2 separate regions of the Mus musculus genome follow, and region 2 is linked to region 1. Evidence: chromatin contacts called from public Hi-C data. All regions are on one chromosome and are shown on one strand. Each heading gives the region's core, a stretch centred on a gene start, on an enhancer-like site or on the middle of the called end of the contact. The rest is flanking DNA. Distances are from core to core; before and after follow the strand shown.

Region 1 (5,454 bases), core at 2,793-5,292:
GTGGCTCAGTGGTAGAGCCCCTGCCTAGAATCCCCCAGGGAGGGGCTGGGGGCGTGGCTCAGTGGTAGAGCCCCTGCCTAGTATGCATAAGGCTCTGAGTTCTATCTCCAACACTGAAAATATAATAAAACATTGATAGGGTCTAAAAGGGGGCTATACATATAAACAAAAACAAGGAAGTGAAGGGTCTGGAGAGGGTTCATCAGCTAAGGGCACACACCATGCTCTTGTAGAGGCCTGGGTCCAGTTCCTAGAACCACATCTAGAAGCCCATAATCACCTGTAACTCCAGCTCCAGGAGATCCAACACCTCTGACTTCCATGAACAATGTATGTGCACATATTCTCATACACACAGACATACCCACATACACATAAAAATTATAAAAATAAATACCTCTTTTTAAATCCTGAGTGGAGTCGGAGAGATGTCTCAGCAGTTAAGAGCACTGGCTGCTTTTCCAGAGGATCCAAGTTTGGTCCCAGTACTCACGTGGCAGCTCACTCCACTGCCTGCAACTCCAGTCCCAGGGGATCTAACACCTTCTTCTAGCCTTCTTACCTGGCACATATGTAGCAAACAGACGTACATGCAGACTAGACACTCATATATGTAAAATAAATTAAAAGTTTTAAAATTATTTTTAATTGAGCAATTGAACACATAAACAAATGGGGAGAGAAAGACAGCTCTTCCATGTTAAAATCCTGATTATACTTCTAAGAAAGCGAGGCCAGGTTGTGCACACCAGGAGCCCCAGGAATTCGGAAGCCAAACTCAATAGCAAATTCAAGGTCAGCCTGCTTGAGACACTGACCCAGAAAAGCCAAAAATAAAAAAGGAAGTTAATTAATTTGTAAGATCACATTAAATAAATACTTGTAGAAGAAAAGAAAGAAAGAAAGAAAAGCAGTCCCATTAGATGCCCAGTGACACTGGTTGCAGGTGATACCCCCCAGTGAGTGGTATTGACATTGGATGAGTGGTTGCGGTGGTGAAGACCCAGAGCACCAGCCCTCAGAAGGCAGAGGCAGGATCTCCTGTTGAGTGCAGACCTGGTCCTGGACTCAAAATACACTCTTCAACAGAGCTTATGTTTTGTTGATGTGTGTGTGCACGCGTGTGTATGTATTTGTGTCTGTTTGTGTGTATATGTGTGTGTGCGTGTGTGTGTGTGTGTGTGTATGTGTATGGGGGTGTTTTTGTTTGTGTATGCTTGTATGTGTGTTTGTGTGTGTTTTTCTGTGTGTGGGGAGCGCGGTACACTTGTGTGGGTTAGAGGACAACCTTGAAGGGTTAGTTCTCTCCATCCATCCTTACATGGGATCCAAGGATCCAACTCAGGTCTCTAGGCTTGTGAAACAGTCGCCTTTACTGATGAAACTTTTCTGATCCAGTTGTTTCACCTTTGATATAGGGTCCCCCATAGTCAAAGGCTTGTCTCTAACTCCCAGTCCTCCTGCCTCTACCTCCCAAGTGCTAGGATTATAGGTATGTGCCTCCATGCTGTTTAAGGGAATTTTTTTTTTCTGAAATACAGTTTCCATATGTAGCTCAGGCTGGCTTTGAACTCACTGCAATCCTCTTGCCTTCCCCTCCCAATGCTGGGATTAAAGACATGAGCCATCACACTTTATAAACATTCTCCCTTCTAGGGAAAATCAGGGTGCTGGCAGGATGGCTCAGCAGATAAAGGCCTTTGTCGCTAAGCCTGATAATCTGAGTTCAAATCCCAGAGCTCACATGTCAGATGGAAAGAACCAACTCCATAGATTGCCCACTCACAAACACACAATAAGTTAGTGAATGTTTTCAAAAGAAAGAAGATGAAGAATTATCAAACATACAATGGAGGGTCCAAGGTAGGATCCCAAACCAGGGGCCACATAATTCTATTTCCAAAATAGATATACGCATTTAGCCTCAGCTTATACAATAACAGGGAAATAACAAGCAGTCCGATTGGATGGTTGAAATTTATCTACAGCAAGTCGGGTTTGGTACCTCAGTCTTGTTATCCCAGTGAGGGGAGACTAAGGCAGGAGAGTCATGAGTTCAAGTCTAGCTTGGACTATATAGTGTGTATGTGTGTTTGTGTCTTAATTTTCTAGGCAGGGATATTTTGCCTGCGTGTATCTGTGCACAGGCCAGAAGAGGTCACTGAATCCCCTGGGGCTAGAGTTTAAGCCAGTAATGAGCCATCACATGGATGCTGGGGATCGAACTCCGATCCTCTGGAAGAGCAACCTGTGCTCTTGACCTTAGAGCCATCTCTCCAGCCGGACTGTCTCATAATTAAAAAATAAGCATTGGACTGGGCTTATGGTTAAGGAAGTACACTGCTCTTACAGGGACCTGAGTCTGGTTCCCTGCACCCACACTGGGTAGTTCAGAGCCACCTATATAATCCCAGCTCTTCTGGCTCCTTGGGCACCTGAACTTGTGTGCAAATACCTTGCTCCCTAGTCCCCTCCCCCGTGTGCATGTGCACACACACACACACACACACACACACACACACACACACTGAGAAATAAACCTTGGGCTTGAGAGAAAGCTCAGCGCACACACACTGATCTTGCAGAGGACCTGAGTCCAGTTCCCAGCATCCAGGCTGAAATTCCAGCTCCAGAGGAACCTGACTCCTGTAACCTCTGAAGGTGACTCCACACATGTGTGCATACTTCCTTCTGCTCCCAACACACACACACACACACAAATACGTAAGTAAATAAATAAATAAGTCTTAAAATCACATGAATAAAATAACATTTTAGACCAACAAGAACACACACACACACAAAAGAAAACCATACGAAGATAGAGAACATTTAAGGCCTCCTTTCTGGGACCCAAGGAGGACAACAGAGGAAGCAAGCAAAGCCCACAGACTCTCAGCTTTCTGACACTCTTCTGGGGCTACCTTCCGGAATTTGATAAGTGCAGCATCGTTGTCTGTTAACTTTGAAAGCTAGGGGTTAGGGATGCAGAAGAAATTGCTCTTTTCTCAGTTTTCTTTTTCTTTTATTTTTTAAAGATTTATTTATTATTATATGTAAGTACACTGTAGCTATCATCAGACACACCAGAAGAAGCCATCAGATCTCATTACAGGTGGTTGTGAGCCACCATGTGGTTGCTGGGATTTGGACTCAGGACCTTCGGAAGAACAGTCAGTGCTCTTAACCGCTGAGCCACCTCTCCAACCCTTTTCTCAATTTTCAATAAGCCAATATGTAGTGTAGGCAAGAAAGAGATGCTGTATAGTTGGGTAATATGGTACATTTCTGTAATCCCCACAGTAGAAAGGCTGAGGCAGGAGGATTAGAATTCAAAACCAGCCCGAGCAACTTCGAACATTTCTACCTCCCAAAAAGTATATAGAAGATGAGGGCCTTGGCTCGAGATTCAAATACTCACCCAACATTCCCAGGACCTTGGGCTCAATGTCTAGTACCTCCGAGTGCTAGGGACTGAGCCCACTTGGAGGTACTAAGTATTGTACCCAGGGCCTTGTGGGTGCTAGGCAAGTACTCTACTGCTGAGCCATGCTTGCAGCCCCAACTGGAAGATTCTATGCAAGTGTTTTCTCACTGAGCAACAGCCACAGCCCCTCCCTACCTAACTACCTAACTTGGCCCCCAGCACCTGACAAAAACCAGGTAAACACTATGTCACATGCCTACCACTCTGTCATACTTCTTAATTTGAGACAGGTATTTACTGAGTTGCCCAGGCTGGCCTGAAACTTGCCATCCTCTGCCTCAGCCTCTGGATTTCCTGGGATGCTATGACTGAACCACCAGGTCTAGCAGCATCCTCTAACTCTAGACTCCCTGCTAGCTTGCTGCGCTGGACACACCAAGCCTCTCCCCAGCCCCATCCTCTCAGCCTGGTGCAGCCCCCCTCCCTGCCGTCAAGGCTCTGAGGGTTGGAACGACTGGCTAATGACAGGGAAAGTGCTGAGACGACAGGTTATTTCAACAGTGTCCTCATCCGTTGGGTATTTCAACATTCTGTGTTTGTGCAAGAGCCATAATGGGACGCGTCATAAACTCACACTGTCTCAAAGCTTGGGCACGTCGTGGCGGGATACGGGGGAACTGTCCGGGTTTAGCAATCAAGCTGTCTCCAGGCTCTGGCTCCTTAGGGTGAGTTGGGCTCGGCCCATGCACAGCCCTGGAGAGAAATCTCAGGATGTCAGAGAAAATCCAGAGCAATTACCTCTGGGGGTAGTTAGATGAGGGTACAGATATCAGGCCCCACTTTTCTGCCTGCCAGGAGGGAGGAGGGCTAGCTTGTCCCTTCACCAGGCCTGTGAGGGAGGAGGTCACCAATGACCTCATGAGGACAGAGGTTGTGAATCATGGCTCAGACCTGGTCCCATTTCCTTGGAGGAGAGCAGGCATGTTGGTCTCCACTGGGGCTCCTTTGTGCCTGGAGCTAGTCACCACCATGTCTTGATGGATATTCCAAAGAACTAACTCTTGAAGAAGGCTGTAAGAACCCAGTAGCCTCCTATAGGAAGCCACATTTGGGATCAGAATTATCCAATCAGATCAGCTGTGACACAAGATTTGGTTGAGGGGCTAAACTGAAGGGGGAGTGTGGAGGAATCACCTCAATGAAGCTGAGAATGAGGCTGAGAGAAAGGCAGAAGAGCTTTCATTGGGTGGGACAATACCAATCATTCTTTCACTGTTGTGTGTGTGTTGGGGGGGGGGGTTGTGTGTGTTCCTGGGGATTGAACCTTGTAGATGATAGGCAAACACACTACCATTGCCTGAAGCCCATAGACCCTTAATGGGGGATTCTAGGCAGGGGCTCTACCACTGAGCCACGCCCCCAGCCCCTCCCTGGGGGGATTCTAGGCAGGGGCTCTACCACTGAGCCATGCCCCCAGCCCCTCCCTGGGGGATTCTAGGCAGGTGCTCTACCACTGAGCCATGCCCCCAGCCCCTCCCTGGGGGATTCTAGGCAGGTGCTCTACCACTGAGCCATGCCCCAGTTCCTCCCTGGGGGATTCTAGGCAGGTGCTCTACCAGAGAGCCATACCCCAAGGCTCTCACTGGGTATTCTAGGCAAGGGTTCTACTCCAGTATCTCCAGTCTACATCACTGGGTTCCTGATTCCTCCCCTGATCAAAGGAATTGAGTCTTACTTTCTCTGGTCAGAAACTGATGTCTTGGTGTGATGGATACACTCTGCCTTGGAGTGGACTTGCTCACCTCCTCAGCCTTAGTTGCTCATCTGCAACCCCGGCGTGATAGCATCACTTTCAGACATAGCCAGGAGCAAGTGAAGCATGAATATTGCATGGCATCAGTGCAGGAGAGAAAGTCTCATCTTATTCTAGAACCTTCTGTGGCTCCTTCACAGACTACTTCCCATAGCCCAGTACCTTAGGTATAGGATGAACTTTCTTCCTCTTTTGGCCCCAATTCAGCTTTTAG
Region 2 (5,510 bases), core at 1,019-3,518, 420 kb after region 1:
TCCAGCACCTGTGGTTCCAGTCCGTGTTTGATATGCTCCGTCACTTCCACACCCACCCCATCCCCCTGGAGTCAGGAGGATCGGCTGATATCACCCTAAGAAGCTATGTGCGTGCCCAGGGCCCGCCTCCTGGTAAGATGCCACTGTCTGGAGCCTGGAATATGGCTCAGGCTATAGACGGTTTGCCTAGTGTACTCGAGGCCTGGGTTTGATCCCCAGCGTCTCATAAGCTGGGTGTGGTGGTGCACTCCTGTAATCCCAGCCTTCTAGAGGTAAAGGCAGGAGGGTCGGGGGAATCAAGACCATTCTCTGCAATACAGTGACATAAAGACCATGGGATGTTAGACTCAGCCCTCAAAACCCTTCTCTTGGATATTCTGGGTGGATTCCGTAAGCCCTGTAAGGTTAGAGTTCAGTACCCAGCCTTTGAGCGTTGTATTGGTGGGGTGCCTAGCTTATACTGGAAAGGATGAGTGTACAGCATCACCTGACTCCCGGTAAACTCTGGACCACACCATCCCTCCCTGGGCTCCCCACGCCTGTCTGAACACTGGCCCTTTTTGGAGGATCGAATTCAGGTACCCAGGGCTGGATGCTGACCAGCATGCCCTCTCATTACAGATCCAGGACCAGCGCCCAACACTGCGGCCCCAGTTCCAGCCTGCTGGACGGAGCCGGCTGGCCAGCACTACTTCTCCAGCCTGGCCACGGCCACTTGCCCGCCCGCTTCACCGTCCAATGGCGCTGGAGCTTCGTCTTCATCCGGCTCATCGTCCTCTGCCACATCCCTGCCCCCACGCCCAGCCGAGGGGCCGCTCAGTGCGCACAGCCGCAGCAACAGCACAGAGCACCTGCTGGATGCTGCATCTGGAGCCACTGAGGAGCCCACAGAGGCCACGCTGGGCCGTGCTCGTGCTGTGGAGAATCAGTACTCCTTTTACTAGCTGCCATGCCTTTTACCCACGGGTGTCACGCACATCACAGCAGGCCAAGGACACCTGTTGTCTGTCCTGCCCACCCACAGCCTGGCTAGCCCACGATGGTCAGCAACACCTAATGAATGGCTAAATACACCTACCTATGGTCTAGCATGGCCAAAATAGCTGGCCAGCCTAGCCACTTCAGACCCCAGGGGCCCACTGTGACCATGTGTGGCAGGCCAAGGCTATATCCACAGTCGATCAAACATCATGATAGCCCGCCAATGATTTCAGGCCCCACCCACTGGTGGATGGCCACTCCCATTAGCAGCTATTTTTATAAGGGCCACCGAATCCATAACAGGCAGCTAGCTCACTGACAACTAAACACATTTGGTGACTTCAGGCCCTGGCCACTGATAGTTGGTTACTCCTACAGTGGCATGGCCTACCCACTGGCTGCCTGCTTCACTCAAGGGCAGCAAGCCACGTCTATCAAGCCCATGAAGGCCTACCCACTGATTCCTAGCAACCTCAGGCCCTGCCCACCAGTGTTGGGTCACATACTCCAATAACCTGACCAGGCTGTGGTCTGCCTAGCCTAGGACAGCCTGCCACGCCCACCAGCCCCAGCCCAATGCTGGGGGGAAAAGCCAAGCTCTTCAGTGAAGACAAACATTATTAAAGAGCCTGTTTTAGGGACTACCCCCTGCTCTCCTGTGGTCATTCTACTGTGCTGTCACCACTGGGAAGGAAGTGGTCTCCCTGTGATCTGGAACTGCCACACTGCCACAGGCTTGCTAAGCCAGATCTTACAGGAGGCAGGTGGGATGAAGAGCCCGACTCAGGGAGTCAGCTGTGGGCGGGGCATGGATGGAGGGGCAGACTGAAGGGAACTGGAAAAGAGAGATAATTTGAGGAATGAAACCAGAGTCAGAGATGTGGCTCATTTGGTAAAGAGCTTGTAAGTAGCTTTTAGGACTTCCTGGGTCCATCCCCAGGACCCCATAAACAGGATGTGGTAGTGCGTGCCCGGAATTCCAGCACTTCAAAGGTGGAAGTAGGAGGATCAGGAGTTCCTGGCCATTCTCAGCTAAATGGCAAATCTAAGGCCAGCTTGAGCTACGTGAGGCACCGTCTCAAAAAATGAAGGGCAGGGAGGGGAGATGAGACACTCACAGTAGCCATGATAAATGGTTTGTATGTCGAGTGAGGGCGTGGGGTTGCTGAGATGTTGCGTCCTGGTTAGGACAGTAAGGGTGTCCTCGGGCAAGTCAATGAAGGCCTTCCAGGAGGGACTGGGTTGTCGGGGCAGGAATTCCCCACCTTAGCCTGTTAGGATTGAGCAAGTGGAGACACGGGGTGTCCCAGCTATGACGCAGATGATTGAGAAATGACCTCGAGAGATCCCATGTTTCCCCATAAGCAGAGCCACAGCTGACATCCCCCAGCTTGCTCACCTCTGAGAAAGACTCTTGTCCTGTAGATACAGGCTAATGTCTCCTTCCCAAGTCAGACCCACAGACCTAGGGCTCCCCTGCCCTTGAAGGGCCCGAGCCGGCAGCGTACATCACAGGCCCGGAAAAGCTAGAGACTCCAGAGCGTCAGGCGAGACACCCACAGCTGCTTCCCCATAAGGGGAGCTGAGTACCCTGCGGTGGCTCCAAGAGCCTTGCTGGTTGCAGCTGCCGGGAAAATGACAGAGCACACTGCTAAGCACGCGTAAGGGAGAAATGCAAAGCACAATGCTAAGTCAGCTTTTAGCAGCTCCAGTTGGTTGTGGCTGGGGGCCCACTTTGCTAAGTCAGTTACAGGCCTCCATCTTACCTTGAGAGAAGGGACCTGAGAGTAAATGTTTGGAGCTCTGTCAGCTTTTCAGAATTGAGGCCTAGAATATAAGCGAGTGGAGAGAGAGTGCCTGCCTTAAAGATAGCAGTGAAGGGCTTCAGTGGTAGAGCACCTTCCTAGAGCGCCCCAGTGAGGGAGGGGCTGGGGGCGTGGCTCAGTGGTAGAGCCCCTGCCTAGAATCCCCCAGGGAGGGGCTGGGGGCGTGGCTCAGTGGTAGAGCCCCTGCCTAGAATCCCCCAGTGAGGGGCTGGAGCGTGGCTCAGTGATAGAGCACCTGCCAAGATCCCCTAGTAAGGGGCTGGGGTGTGACTCAATAGAGCATTAGCATGTGCAATGCCCTGGGTTTGAGCCCAAGTGCTGCCAAAAGAAGAGGATGAGGAAGGGGCGTGTCAGATCCCCCCCTTTTCCCTCCAAGACTTGTTTTTATTTAAGTATATGGCTATGTTCATGCCCAGGACCAGAAGATGGCATCAAATCCCCTAGATGCTGTAGTCACTGTTAGTTGTGGGATACCTGCTTGGGTGCCAGGAATTGAACTCAGGAGCTGGAAGCTCTCTTTTCTCCATCTCTGCAGCCCCCTGTGGTGTCCTCAGGCTAAACTGGATCCAAGAGTTAACAAGTGGGAGGCAATAAGGTAACCCCTCCCCTCTCCCAAAGGTCACAGCAGAAAGAGCGCAAGCAATAAAGGACTCTCTCTAATGTAGTGGGACACTGAGGCAAGACAGACCCTCATGCCTGTCACTCACAGGGACCACAGCAGTGGCACAGCTGGCAGGGGCATCTCTTAGGTGTCTTCGTTTGTCCCTCAATGGGCATTTCAGAACCCTGGCTGTGTGCCAGGCAAGGCTCGTGGGACAACTGGGCAGACAGCCAGACCAAGCCATTGCAGCATGGTGGTCAACCATAGAGGGCTGGGCTGAGCCCTGGGACCGTATGTGTTCTGCCTAATGGTCCTGAGGCTGGGGGTGGGGTGCTGCAAGTTCACGGGGCAGCAGGTGGAGAGGGCCCCAAATGCCAGGCCAGAGAGTTTGGTTTGGAAGAGAGTGTGATCAGAGTCTGTGCCAATTACAAATGGAAGGCGATGTCTGGGGATGCAGTTCTGTGGGTGCCTGGCATGCACAAAGCCTTGGGTTCCACCCACAGCACCATGTTAAACTGGATGTGATCACAAATGCCTGTCCTCTTAGCACTCAGAACTAGGGGCAAGAAGATCAGAAGTTCAGGGTTACCCTCAGCTATATAGTGAGTTTGAGGCCAGCCTGGGCTACCTTAGATATATCTCAGGAAGCGAGAGAGCTTGCGAAGGAGAGAGAGAGAGAGAGAGAGAGAGAGAGAGAGAGAGAGAGAGAGAGAGAGAGAGAATGAATAAGTCAGGCATGTATGTAATTGGAGCACTCAGGAAGTCTGAGGCCTTCCTGGGCTACTTATCTAGATGCTGTTTCAGTAAGAGGGGAATTGCTGGAGAGGTGGCAAGTTGCTTAAGAGCACTCGTAGCTTTCCCAGAGGACCTAGGTTTGATTTCCAGCACCCCTGAGGTGGCTCACAACTGACTCTAACTCCAGGTCAAGAGGATCTGATGCCCTCTTCTGGTCTCCTCAGGTATTGCATCCACGTAACACACAGACACACACGTGCAGGCAAAATACCTTGGCACATAGCAGTTAGAGACCAGCCTGACATACAGGAGACCCTACCTCAAACAAAGAGAAGTGACTCCTGCAGGAAAGGAAACACCAATGACCAATAGCTATTTTAAAATGCAAATTCAAACTGCTTCAAGATACTGCCTTGCAGCCGGGCATGGTGGCACACACCTTTAATCCCAGCACTTGGGAGACAGAGGCAGGAGGATTTCTGAGTTCGAGGCCAGCCTGGTCTACAAAGTGAGTTCCAGGACAGCCAAGGCTATAAGAGAAACCCTGTCTCGGAAAAAAAAAAAAAAAAAAAAAAAAAAGATACTGCCTTGCCCCTGTCAGAATGGCTCTCAGCAAAAATCTGACAACAGCCTTTGGAGAGGGTGTGGAGAGAGAGAAGCCTTATACACTGCTGGTGGGGTGCAAATTAGTATGGCCAATAGAAAATCAGTTTTGAGGTCTCTCAAAAAAATTAAAAATAGAACTACTATATGACTCACTGTTTCACTGAAGGGCATATTTCCAGAGAAGCCCACACCCTACCACAGAGATTCTGCACCCACATGCCCATTGCTGCTCTGTCCATTGTAGCAAAGAGCTCGAACCAGTCTCTCTGTCGATCAACCAGATCATGACAATCCAATGCACAAGTAAACTGGGAATACAGTTCATCTCTAAAGAAAAATAGAATAAAAAATTACAGCCAACGGATGGACTTAGAATATATAATATTAAGTGAGGACACATAATGACAGGAAGAAAAGCAAAAAAAAAAAATCACGTGTTCTCCCTTATTCATGAATTCTAGCCTGTGTGCGTGGTGCCTCTGATACGGTGAACAAGGGCACAGGGGAGCAGAGAAGTAGTGAGGAGAACAAGAGCGGAACGTCAGATGGGAAGGATGGGTGGCACACAGGAAGGTCACACGGGTTGTGAAAGACTACAGAAAGTCCATTGCTTTTCTGGTTTTGACTCTCTCATGAATTTTCTGGTTTTCTGTGTTTGCTGGATAAATGCATTAAATGTAACCAATGATGACAGTGTCCACCGTGACACTCCGCGGCTTCAGGGTGGCTTTTTTGTTTTGTTTGAAACAGTCTTGCTGGGT

The links. A called contact is a pair of places that touch in the nucleus more often than the background predicts.
Region 2: a Hi-C map of bone marrow-derived macrophages shows a contact between it and region 1, with 19 read pairs. The contact joins two enhancer-like sites. A contact is called at or near these places in 2 of 484 Hi-C or Micro-C datasets (bone marrow-derived macrophages and embryonic stem cells), 2 of 115 datasets of contacts at active chromatin or transcription factors (embryonic basal ganglia and embryonic stem cells) and 1 of 9 other capture datasets (embryonic stem cells).

The regions. Positions count from the first base shown.
Region 1 is chr5:136,640,974-136,646,427 of GRCm38.p6, reverse strand. All of the region lies in intron 2 of Gm38722 (a long non-coding RNA gene), which reads right to left. Among named protein-coding and RNA genes, the nearest start is that of Gm38722, 11 kb to the right of the region's middle. Within about 2 kb of position 4,042, at least 54 of the 459 cell types and tissues checked have an H3K27ac peak or open chromatin away from gene starts, as enhancers often do. A contact at or near this core is called in bone marrow-derived macrophages, where this site is marked.
Region 2 is chr5:136,214,264-136,219,773 of GRCm38.p6, reverse strand. It overlaps Sh2b2 (SH2B adaptor protein 2), which reads left to right. Exons shown (of 9, transcript NM_018825.4): 8 at 1-132; 9 at 622-1,625. The coding sequence ends at 944. Among named protein-coding and RNA genes, the nearest start is that of Prkrip1, 18 kb to the right of the region's middle. Within about 2 kb of position 2,268, at least 67 of the 459 cell types and tissues checked have an H3K27ac peak or open chromatin away from gene starts, as enhancers often do. A contact at or near this core is called in bone marrow-derived macrophages, where this site is marked.